2 separate regions of the Mus musculus genome follow, and region 2 is linked to region 1. The links are chromatin contacts, called in public Hi-C maps. All regions are on one chromosome and are shown on one strand. Each heading gives the region's core, a stretch centred on a gene start, on an enhancer-like site or on the middle of the called end of the contact. The rest is flanking DNA. Distances are from core to core; before and after follow the strand shown.

Region 1 (5,027 bases), core at 1,774-4,273:
CAGCATTTCTTCTCTTAGTGGATCCTGGGCGTGAGTGTTAGAGTCTTCAGTGAATACAAGGCCTTCGGATTTTCTGAAACTGCACAGCAAATGTTTAAGAAAGACAGATAAAAAGTAAGGCTATTTGTCCCTTTCCATCCCCCAGCCCTGAGCTCAACCTTGCGGCTGAAAGCACCACTCACTTCTCGCCCACACAGATCACCGAATCCATGGTGTTGCCAGGGCTGTGATGTAATCTTGTTTTCCTTTTGCAGCATGCAGGGCAGCATAATCAACGATGAGTAACTTCATACTGAAGACTCATGTTTCAGATCTGCCTCTGAAGCACCCAGAATGAAAGCAGTTCACAGTCCCAAGCAGGGTCTCCAGTTACTGGGAATGAGAAAAACTCAAGAAAGAGAAAGGAGATATTGGAGGGTGGAGAGGTGAACAACCGGAAACCATTGGATTCCACAGTTCCTCCTCCTCCTCCTCCTCCTCCTCCTCCTCCTCCTCCTCCTCCTCCTCCTCCTCCTCCTCCTTCTCCTCCTCCTCCTCCTCTGGATCCCCCTGTTCCTACTTCTTCAGAATCACAATCTCCTATCTCATCAATTTGTCAAAGAAGTAGCTACAACAAAGGCACCAAATTTTCATGCAATTAGTTGGGATTTTTTTTATAGCTGTCTATTATGAAATATTTCCCAGTGACCAAAAAAAAAAGTCTAAAAAAATTATCTTCTCTTCCTGTAGCATAACAACATATAGATGGGAGAATATGACAATTCAATGTCTAACCCAAAACTAAGCACAATGCTGAGGCTCTATACCTCAGTGCTTCACAGGTATAGTCATGTACACATTTCCATGGCCCCACTGTTCGCTGGATATCAACCACATTAGGATGAAACTACTGAGCTAGAACAAAGCAAAACCTTCCCCAAGACTCCAAACAAGTAGATGACGGAGCCAAGTTTTAAATCCTGACACTCTCCCATGAGAAGCTTACCTCTCTAACACCATGTTATAAAGCTGCTCAGAAGAAAACCATCCCTGAGTCTCTACATATAAGACAGACTACATTTTACCAAAACTTTTTGAGGATAAATTATTCAAATGGATTATTGTATCTTCAAGAATAATTGACTGAAACCCACCCTAGTGTGGATGAAATGCCCAACACAGATGTAACATGTTTCTATGTGAATGGCTTGAATACTATGCATCAATGCCCCATCCCTGAATATCACAACTACTGGGTTATGGGTCTTGAACAACAGAAAAGGTCTTGTTACCCATGTTTGTTTCTGAATCAGCAAACTCCTCACCCAGCTCTGCATATTCCAGTCACCCTGTGGATCCGTGTACTTGGTGTAGTATGTCACAGCAACTGAGGATTTATCTGTTTCCATTTTTTCCTGCAAGATGGTAAATATCAACCAGTGCATAATGCCCATGGAATTATGTGACACTTCATGAAGGAAGATTCTAGAACAAATTCTATTACACAGCTCTGTTTCCAGAGGCCTCAACATGTCACATTGCCTTGCAAAGCTGGCAATGCAGAAACAAAGGCTTCCAGTGTCGTTCCCATTTCTAAGAAGACTGAATTAATGTTGCCAGGGAAACGAAATCTCAGCTTCCTATTAAATTTACTTTCGGCTTACCTGTTGTGCTTCTCAAAGCTAGGCTGAAACATAATAAAGAAGGGGATCTGGAGTTCTTTTATTAAAAGCTCTCAGAGCACATATTTCCCAGGTAAAGATAATCCAAAGAGAATAGATTTTGGTTAACTCTCATCTTAAAAGTGATCCGGCTTCACCCAGACTTAGTGTGTAGTGTGGAGATGGAGGGATTGCCATTGAACGATGCTCTATGGTGTACTTCTCAATGTAACAGTAGAAGTGCTGGACTCTGAAAGTTCTCGTCTCTATTTCCAGTGGCCACAGTTGAACTCAGGATTCTGTTAGTACTTGTAAGCCACATCCATGAGCCAGCGACAGAGGGAAGAAGGACAAAGACACGGAGGGAGTCAGAGTAGTATGGGGTGAGCAGAGACCATGGGGCAAAGGAAGAAAGTGAAGGCTGGAAACAGCCTGGCAGTGGTTAAAGATGAAGCACCAGAGGGACTGATACTGTAAAATGTAGAAGGCACATCATGTGGGGATGATCTGGAGAAAGGCCGTGGGTACCACTCGAATGAGGATGCATCTGTGCAAGTGTGGGCTTTCTCCTCTCTTAGCCAGAGCGTTATGTTATCGTCAGTCAGAACTGCGAGGCTTGCTCAGCATGATTATGTTAATATCTGCTCACTCCCAAATGGTTTGCCAAATCTTCATCTTAAGCCATCACCAGTCCCTAAGGACCAGGAAGGGGTCCATGCTGTCCAAATCTCAACCAAAGCATTACTTCCCAGGTACATCTACCCCCAACTCTTAAGACTAGATTTAATCCATGTTAAAACTCTCAAGTTTTGTTTGTATTTTCTTCAAATTGCTTACCATTAGAACCTCCATATTTTTATTATTCTGTCTGTCTTTCCTTTTTTAGGTTGCAAGAGTCTTAACATATAAAAAAGCATGTTTGTTTCTGCTCGACACTATGCTTGAAGTTTCTTCACGGAGCCTGGCATAGAGTCCATGCTCAGCTAATTCAAGGATATATACCCAAAAGTAATAAAAATCATCCCAAAAGAGAAAAAACCATCAAGCCAGACTGGCCACTGAGAACCCACAGAAATAGAAGTCTACCTCTGGCTAAGTGTCTCTCCTAGCAGGTACCCATTTCCTCTCAGTGTTGCTCAAGGAGTGAACAAATAAAATATGCATTCCTGATGACTTTGTATAGCCTTAGCTTCCACATACAATGTCGTCTCCATGCTTCACTTTTCTCTTATAACCACAGTAAGCTTTCAAAATGATATTCTGAGTAACTTCTTGGTGGGGGTTGGTGTGTTGACTTCAGCCAAGGATCACTTGTCTTTCCTGAGACCGGAAAGATTTGGACCTCGTGAGTCAACAGCCTGTTGGATCGACACAGAAACCTCAACAATGCTTGGCATCCTCCCTGAAGGTTACAACTTCTGGCCTTGCCAACTTGGGGAACTGGAGTGCTGTTTCCTGGTCCCCACGAAGTTTCTGAAAATGACCTCCTGCTGAAAGCAAGCATCCAGAGTCACGCGGAGAAGTGAGGTGCGTCAGTACTTCTCCAACTCCATGCACATGGGAATTCAATCCAGCTGCGGCAAGAAGCAGCCAACCATGCATTTAGAACATCTAAATAACTAGGCTGGATCTCAGTATTAACCCAAAAATGGTTGTTCTTTTCCTTGGTCCCATTTGTGGTATTAAAGCAATGAGGGAAATGAATCAAGAAAAAAAGGGGGGGCAGACAGAATGCCCTAGAGTACATCTGTAAGACCACATTGATGACTTGGCTTTTCATCAACATCCAAAAGGATATCAGGAAGCACGAGGGAGCAGGAAGCCACCAGTGATATCAGAAGGATGGGTTTCCTGAGGCAGAAGCACAAGGAATGTTGGGAGTGAGAGGTACCTTCCTTGATCTCTGGCTTCCCCAGAGCTAAATGACCTTGAAGAAATCATTTTACCACTCTAGGACTCTGCTGCCTTAGAACTGACAGCAATAACATACCGGCCTTCCAGAATTATTTAAAGTGAGAACTACATCCTGCTTCTGCCCAGGGGGAGTTCATTCATTCATTCATTCATTCATTCCAGACATTTTTCTACAAATTGTCCTCCTTCCCTCTCCACTTTTCTTTATCTCTGTTACAAAAAAAAAAAAAAAAAAAAAAGAACCAATTATATATCACTTATTTGTGCCACTGGTTCTCATAGACTTTGTTTAACAAGTCATGTCTTTATTTTGGCTTTAATGAATCTGTGACTGTGATGGTTTGAATTAGAGTAATTGCTCTTTGCAATCTGTGAAAATAAAGAGAGAGCAAGAGAGAGAGATAGAGAGGGGGAGAGAGAGAGTCGACAGAGACAGAGGAGTCAGAGAGACAGAGACAGAGTCAGAAACAGAGAGAGGTTAAATGAGAACAAACAAATACCAGAAGCAGATATAAAAAAAAACATATTTGATTATATGCATTTGTCAGAGGTCCTGCTCTGATAGAGGCAGATATGGGTAGTGGTCAATGATAAAGACTACAGGAAAGGCTCCTAGAAGTCTGCTTTCCTCTGTGTCTCTCCTCTTGTCTGTGCAAACTTCCTTTTTTTATATTTATTTATTTTTATTACATATTTTCCTCAATTACATTTCCAATGCTATCCCAAAAGTTCCCCATTACCCCCCCCCCACCCACTCATTCCCTTTTTTTTTTTTTTTTTTTTTGGCCCTGGCGTTCCCCTGTACTGGGGCATATACAGTTTGCATGTCCAATGGGCCTCTCTTTCCAGTGATGGCCGACTAGGCCATCTTTTGATACATATGCAGCTAGAGTCAAGAGCTCCGGGGTACTGGTTAGTTCATAATGTTGTTCCACCTATAGGGTTGCAGATCCCTTTAGCTCCTTGGGTACTTTCTCTAGCTCCTCCATTGGGAGCCCTGTGATCCATCCATTAGCTGACTGTGAGCATCCACTTCTGTGTTTGCTAGGCCCCGGCATAGTCTCACAAGAGACAGCTACATCTGGGTCCTTTCGATAAAATCTTGCTAGTGTATGCAATGGTATCAGCGTTTGGAAGCTGATTATGGGGTGGATCCCTGGATATGGCAGTCTCTAGATGGTCCATCCTTTCGTCTCAGCTCCAAACTTTGTCTCTCTAACTCCTTCCATGGGTGTTTTGTTTCCATTTCTAAGGAGGGGCATAGTGTCCACACTTCAGTCTTCATTCTTCTTGAGTTTCATGTGTTTAGCAATATATATCTTGGGTATCCTAGGTTTTGGGCTAATATCTACTTATCAGTGAGTACATATTGTGTGAGTTCCTTTGTGAATGTGTTACCTCACTCAGGATGATGCACTCCAGGTCCATCGATTTGGCTAGGAATTTCATAAATTCATTCTTTTTAATAGCTGA
Region 2 (5,027 bases), core at 1,418-3,917, 490 kb before region 1:
GAGTTTAGATCCCAGCATCCATACCAGGTTGGCTCACACCTGCCTGCAACTCCAGCTACCCGGGGTACAGTGGCCTCCGGGAGCCTTTGTTCTCCAGGGAACATACTCTCCTGCCAAATACACATACCCAAGCCAACCTTGACCGAAGAGTGGCTAAATCATGCTGCGCCTAGCGAGGGATCATGCACACATTTCTTTTTCTCAGTTGTTGGTTGTGACTGTGATGTGACTGGGAGTTTGAACAGAAAGAAACCCTTTCCCAGCTGAACTGCTCTCTGTCAGTCTGCTTTTGTCACAGCACCAGAAATGAAGCCAGGGCATTCAGCGTCCTCAGAGTCTCTCCTGTGACACAATTTCCAGGGTTCCAGTCAACGTGGGTCCTCCCTTTTCTCTGTGCTGGTCCAGGGCTGAGTGTTGCTTGCAGACATGTTTCTTCTGTGGTTGTACTCAGTAGAACATCTACCACCATCTACAAATCTGTGAAGTCAGTTCCTTCCTCCCATTTTTAGGAGGGTTCTGGGAATTGAACTCAGATCATCAGACTTGCATTTACCCACTGAGCCATCCCACCATCCACATCTATCTCCTCCAGACACTAAGCTTTGATATTTTTGGGTGCCATTTAAGTGGACACCTCACATCCCCTCTCTGTGTGTGGTCAACCTAAACAAGACTTTCTCCAGGACTTGACTCTTAGATTCCCTGGGATAAATCTGTGGAAAAAATTTTTGAATGAAATTCTACCACATGGTACTTTATTAAACTGTAACAGCATATACCACAGCGAATATGAGAAGCCCAACTCAGTATCTTCTTACACATTAACAGAAGCACAGGCCACAGGGAAGTTCCAAGAGCAGTCCGGGCCAAAAATTACTTTCTCAAAAAAGGGAATCGGTTTATTCATTAACTCCCGGTTCGTGGTAAACCAAATTGATCCAACGTCCTGCCCCCTATCCTTCTGAGGAATGGAAGTTCATAGCTTGGTTATTAAAAGTCTGGGGGAGGTCTTGTGCGAATGTCCCTAAGCTGGGGCTCTGTGTCACAGAGGACAGCCAGTAATCCTCGGACTAATTTTCAGCGAAATCATCATCATCGTCATCGTCATCGTCATCACCATCACCAATTTCTTATTCGTGTTTGCTTTTAGGTGGTTGAGGGGGTTCTCTCCAGGCCCTCGACGGGGAAAAGTCGGGCACGGAGTCTTCGCGGTGTGCATGTCAGGGCTCGAGTGGAGACCTCTTTCTCTCCCTCTACAGCTTAGGTTTTGGAGCCGTTTGCTTTCCGCGGGAGACTGTAGGGCCTGAGAAAAAGCACACTATCTGTTCCGTGCCTCTTCCTCCCCGACGTAGTGGTCAGGGAGGGCGCCCTGTGAGGAAGCGGGTACTAGGTTTACGTGATCTAGGTAGGATCCTCTAAGATCTGCTGAACCTGGCCTGCCCTGGTGATGGGTAGCTGGGAAGGCATTAGACCCAGCTGTAAATGTGTAATTCTCACCCTTGAACCAGAGCCAACCATGTTCCTCAGAACTCTGCACAAAATCATCTATGCCCACCGCATTGCCCGCTAAGCTACCGCAGTTGCAGCCTCTAAACCGATACACACTCGCCGCCACGAGGGGGCAGCAAAAGCCCGGCTCGCCAACATCCCGCATTGCGTAAAGGCCTCCTGCTGCAGAACTTAAAAAAAAAAAAAAAAAAAAAAAAAAAAAAAAAGATAGAAAGAAAAGTGATGCAGCATAATTTTCCTTTTTAGAGAAATCACCATCCATATAAGGCTCGCAGCTTTAAGGTTGTGGAGTTAACTGGTACAGCCTGGATGAGAACTGTGTTCTGGTTTAGGTTAGGTTAAAAACAAAACAAACAAACAAACAAACAAAAAAAAAACCAAAAAACCAATAAACAGATCCCCAAAGCAAACCACCACTTCTGTATGAAGCATCTTTGGGGAGACTGTTAATTCAGTAATGGACCAGGTGCTTTACTGCTGACAATTCAGTATAGGAAAGACATGCCAGAAGCCCAGGGTGTGGCTTTCAGAGCCCCTCTCTGCCTTCTTGGCAGGGAAGAACATGAAGACTCGGCTTTGGAATTTGGAATTTGGGAGTTCTTGCCGAGACTAAGTGAATCCCAGGCAGGTGTCAGGACGAGGGGGTGGAGCAGTATTCTAATCCAGGATGAGAGGTTCTGGGGCCCCTCTGCTCCTTGGGGAGGTGGTGGGTTGAACGGATGCAAACGCCATACATAATAGCCCTGTTGCACGGCTGCCTCCCAGAGGGAGAAGAAAGGATTGGGACACAGGAAGTACAAGTCTGCTAAGGCTCTGGAAATCTGGGGTCGGCGTCCAGAGACAAAGCGGCACAGACCACCAAGTCCTTAGAAGTTGGGAGCTCCACCCTATTCATTCCCATCCCATATCATCCTTACCTCCCCCCCTCGCCCCGCCCCCACCATCCCTGCTTCCTCCCTGTATAAGCTGCTATTCCAGCAAGATTAAAAAACAAACACAAACCAAAACCCTGGTGTCAAAGTCTTTTAAGAAGCCAGGCCATGCCGGTTAAAGCTGTCACCTCACAGAAGTGTTCTTGCTGAAGACCAGTGCTTCAGCTTGCTTGATGGCTGGCTTAGTCACAGGATTCAGAGGCTCCAAGGAACCAACACAAAAGGCCTTTTGCCATGGACAGGAAGCAGGGCAGCTGCTGGCAGATGCTTCTTCTCTCTCCCATTCTCCCTCTCCTAAGGGCAGGAAAGTGCTGGAGCCCCGTTTTTCCCTCTGTATGGCTCTGTGTGGACAGCTTTCGGGGTGTCCTTGTGAAGTGGGGTGACAGTATCTGTGTTCTGAGTCCTCCCGTCTCCCTTACCTTCTCCGCATCCAGGCTGTTGGGATGAGAGAATTTAGCTTCTCGTTCTGGGTCAGCACAGCCCCCAGCCCATGCAAATCTATCTCAGACTCCTCTCTCTGGTGCAGACATCGCAGGAAGCGCCCGCTGCTTCTTCCATGATGCTTAGGGTGAGGGTGGGGTGGCGTGAGAGACTTCAAGAAGTCAAGAAAGACACACTGCCCGGGAGCAGCAGGAAGGCTTTCTGGTTAGGAAGGCTGCGAGTTTCTTGGATGGCTTACATTGTTGCAATTTAATCCAATTAGGCGCTGGGTGTACACTTGTCAAGAAAGACAAAGCCTTGGCAAGATAAGTCAAGGTGAAAGCCTGACTTAATGGTTTCCTAGGTGGTTAATTGGCCGACTCGTGCCCCCACTGCCTCCTGTCTCCTAAAGTTTTGCTTCTCCCTTCTGTATATCAAACTCAGTGTATCTGTAGAAAAGTGGATTTATTCCTGATTAAATTCTAATTAAGGAACAAATGCTCTTCAAATTCCAAGGACATCATTAAAGTGGCCAAAGAGTAGTTTTGAGGACAAGTCCTGGCTGTAGGCTTTAGTCATGAGCTCTAAGCAGCCAGCCCCAAGTGGCCAATTGTAATCGTTAAGCTCTTCTTCCATATCAGATTTTCCCTCCTGCTTGACCTCATGGTAATCCAGTGTGGGAGAGGAATGTCACCATCATCTTGGGAGATGAAGAGACCAAATTTGAAGCCAGCCCTGCCATGTTGAGTGGGCAAACTGGCACGGTTTTGAAGTTGGCTGAGTTTTCGCCTTCTTGTTTGTTCAATGATACTCATATTCCAAGGTTGTCGTGAGATGAGGGGTTGCGACCCTGGGCCACTGTCTGACACTGTATGTGGTTGTCTCACCAGACAGCAGTGAATCTGAGCTCCTGTCTTATATCAAGACAACTGTGAGGATGTTTTATGTCACTGAGATCCTTGAGGAAAGCCATTGCACTCTCCTCTCCGGAGCTAGCCAGGACCGGGACAGAAGACGACTGTGTCCTCAGGCACCCAGACTAGGCACAGTGTGCAGCACTCAGGAGACAGAGCAGGAGGAGCATCACAAGCTGGAGGCCATGTTCATAAACCCAGAAAGTTCCAGGCCTGCCCGCCTGGTAAGACTGTGTATCAACAAAGAAACAATTCACTGAAAAAATGTATCCCAAAGGACTTTCCTCTTTTACCTTCACAAATAGGATAACTTGTCTTCCTGTAAAAAAAAATGTTCCTTTTGAAGTGGAAAAGGAAATACCACAGAATTAAAAGGAATTTAATACACTTAAAAATTTGCTTTCAGGGACCCTGATATAGCTGTCTCTTGTGAGGCTATGCCGGTGCCTGGCAAACACAGAAGTGGATGCTCACAGTCAGCTATTGGATGGAACACGGGTCCCCCAATGGAGGAGCTAGAGAAAGTACCCACGGAGCTAAAGGGGTCTGCAACCCTATAGGTGGAACAACAATATGAACTAACCAGTACCCCTGGAGCTCGTGTCTCTAGCTGCATATGTAGCAGAAGATGGCCTAGTTGGCCATCACTGGGAAGAGAGACCCCTTGGTCTTGCAAACTTTAAATGCCTCAGTACAGGGGAATGCCAGGGCCAAGAAGTGGGAGTGGGTGGGTAGGGGAGTGGCAGGGGGAGGGTATGGGGGACTTTTGGGATAGCATTTGAAATGTAAATGAAGAAAATACCTAGTTAAAGAAAAGAAAAGAAAAAAAATTGCTTTCAGTTCTCTTACATCCAGAATGAGTTCCATCTTACCATATTATCTTCCTTACATTTATAGACTTTAATTGTATCCAATTTGTATGCTACTTTAAGATATAACCTTTAAACTGTAGGACAGTCCCCACCTTTCAAAGCATTTCTATTATAATTCTAACTTCTGCAAAATGGCTCACCTTGTCCATTTACTATAAGGTGAATTCTTTGGCCTAAAGCAGCCACTGTGTATTTTTTGAGTTTGGTTTAAAGTTTCTTTTTTTTTTTCTTTTTTCTGTATATAGTAAACTCAAATTCAACTTGGTATGAGACCCAGTTTGGTAACAAGTATCTGGGTCTCAGCTAGTCACGTGTGGCCAGATGTTCAAATAACATTAAAATAATCGGGTGGGAGCTGTTGCCAATTGGACCATCTCTGA

Evidence for each region. A called contact is a pair of places that touch in the nucleus more often than the background predicts.
Region 2: a contact with region 1 is called in a Hi-C map of muscle stem cells, with 3 times the contacts expected there. The contact joins two enhancer-like sites. A contact is called at or near these places in 1 of 15 datasets of contacts at CTCF or cohesin (the NIH/3T3 cell line), 5 of 484 Hi-C or Micro-C datasets (embryonic fibroblasts, muscle stem cells, myocytes and 1 more), 5 of 115 datasets of contacts at active chromatin or transcription factors (the NIH/3T3 cell line, fibro-adipogenic progenitors, kidney and 2 more) and 1 of 9 other capture datasets (embryonic stem cells).

What each region holds. Positions count from the first base shown.
Region 1 is chr1:164,627,102-164,632,128 of GRCm38.p6, reverse strand. No RefSeq gene overlaps it. Among named protein-coding and RNA genes, the nearest start is that of Gm26685, 130 kb to the right of the region's middle. Within about 2 kb of position 3,023, at least 43 of the 459 cell types and tissues checked have an H3K27ac peak or open chromatin away from gene starts, as enhancers often do. A contact at or near this core is called in muscle stem cells, where this site is marked.
Region 2 is chr1:165,117,136-165,122,162 of GRCm38.p6, reverse strand. No RefSeq gene overlaps it. Among named protein-coding and RNA genes, the nearest start is that of 4930568G15Rik, 28 kb to the right of the region's middle. Within about 2 kb of position 2,667, at least 34 of the 459 cell types and tissues checked have an H3K27ac peak or open chromatin away from gene starts, as enhancers often do. A contact at or near this core is called in muscle stem cells, where this site is marked.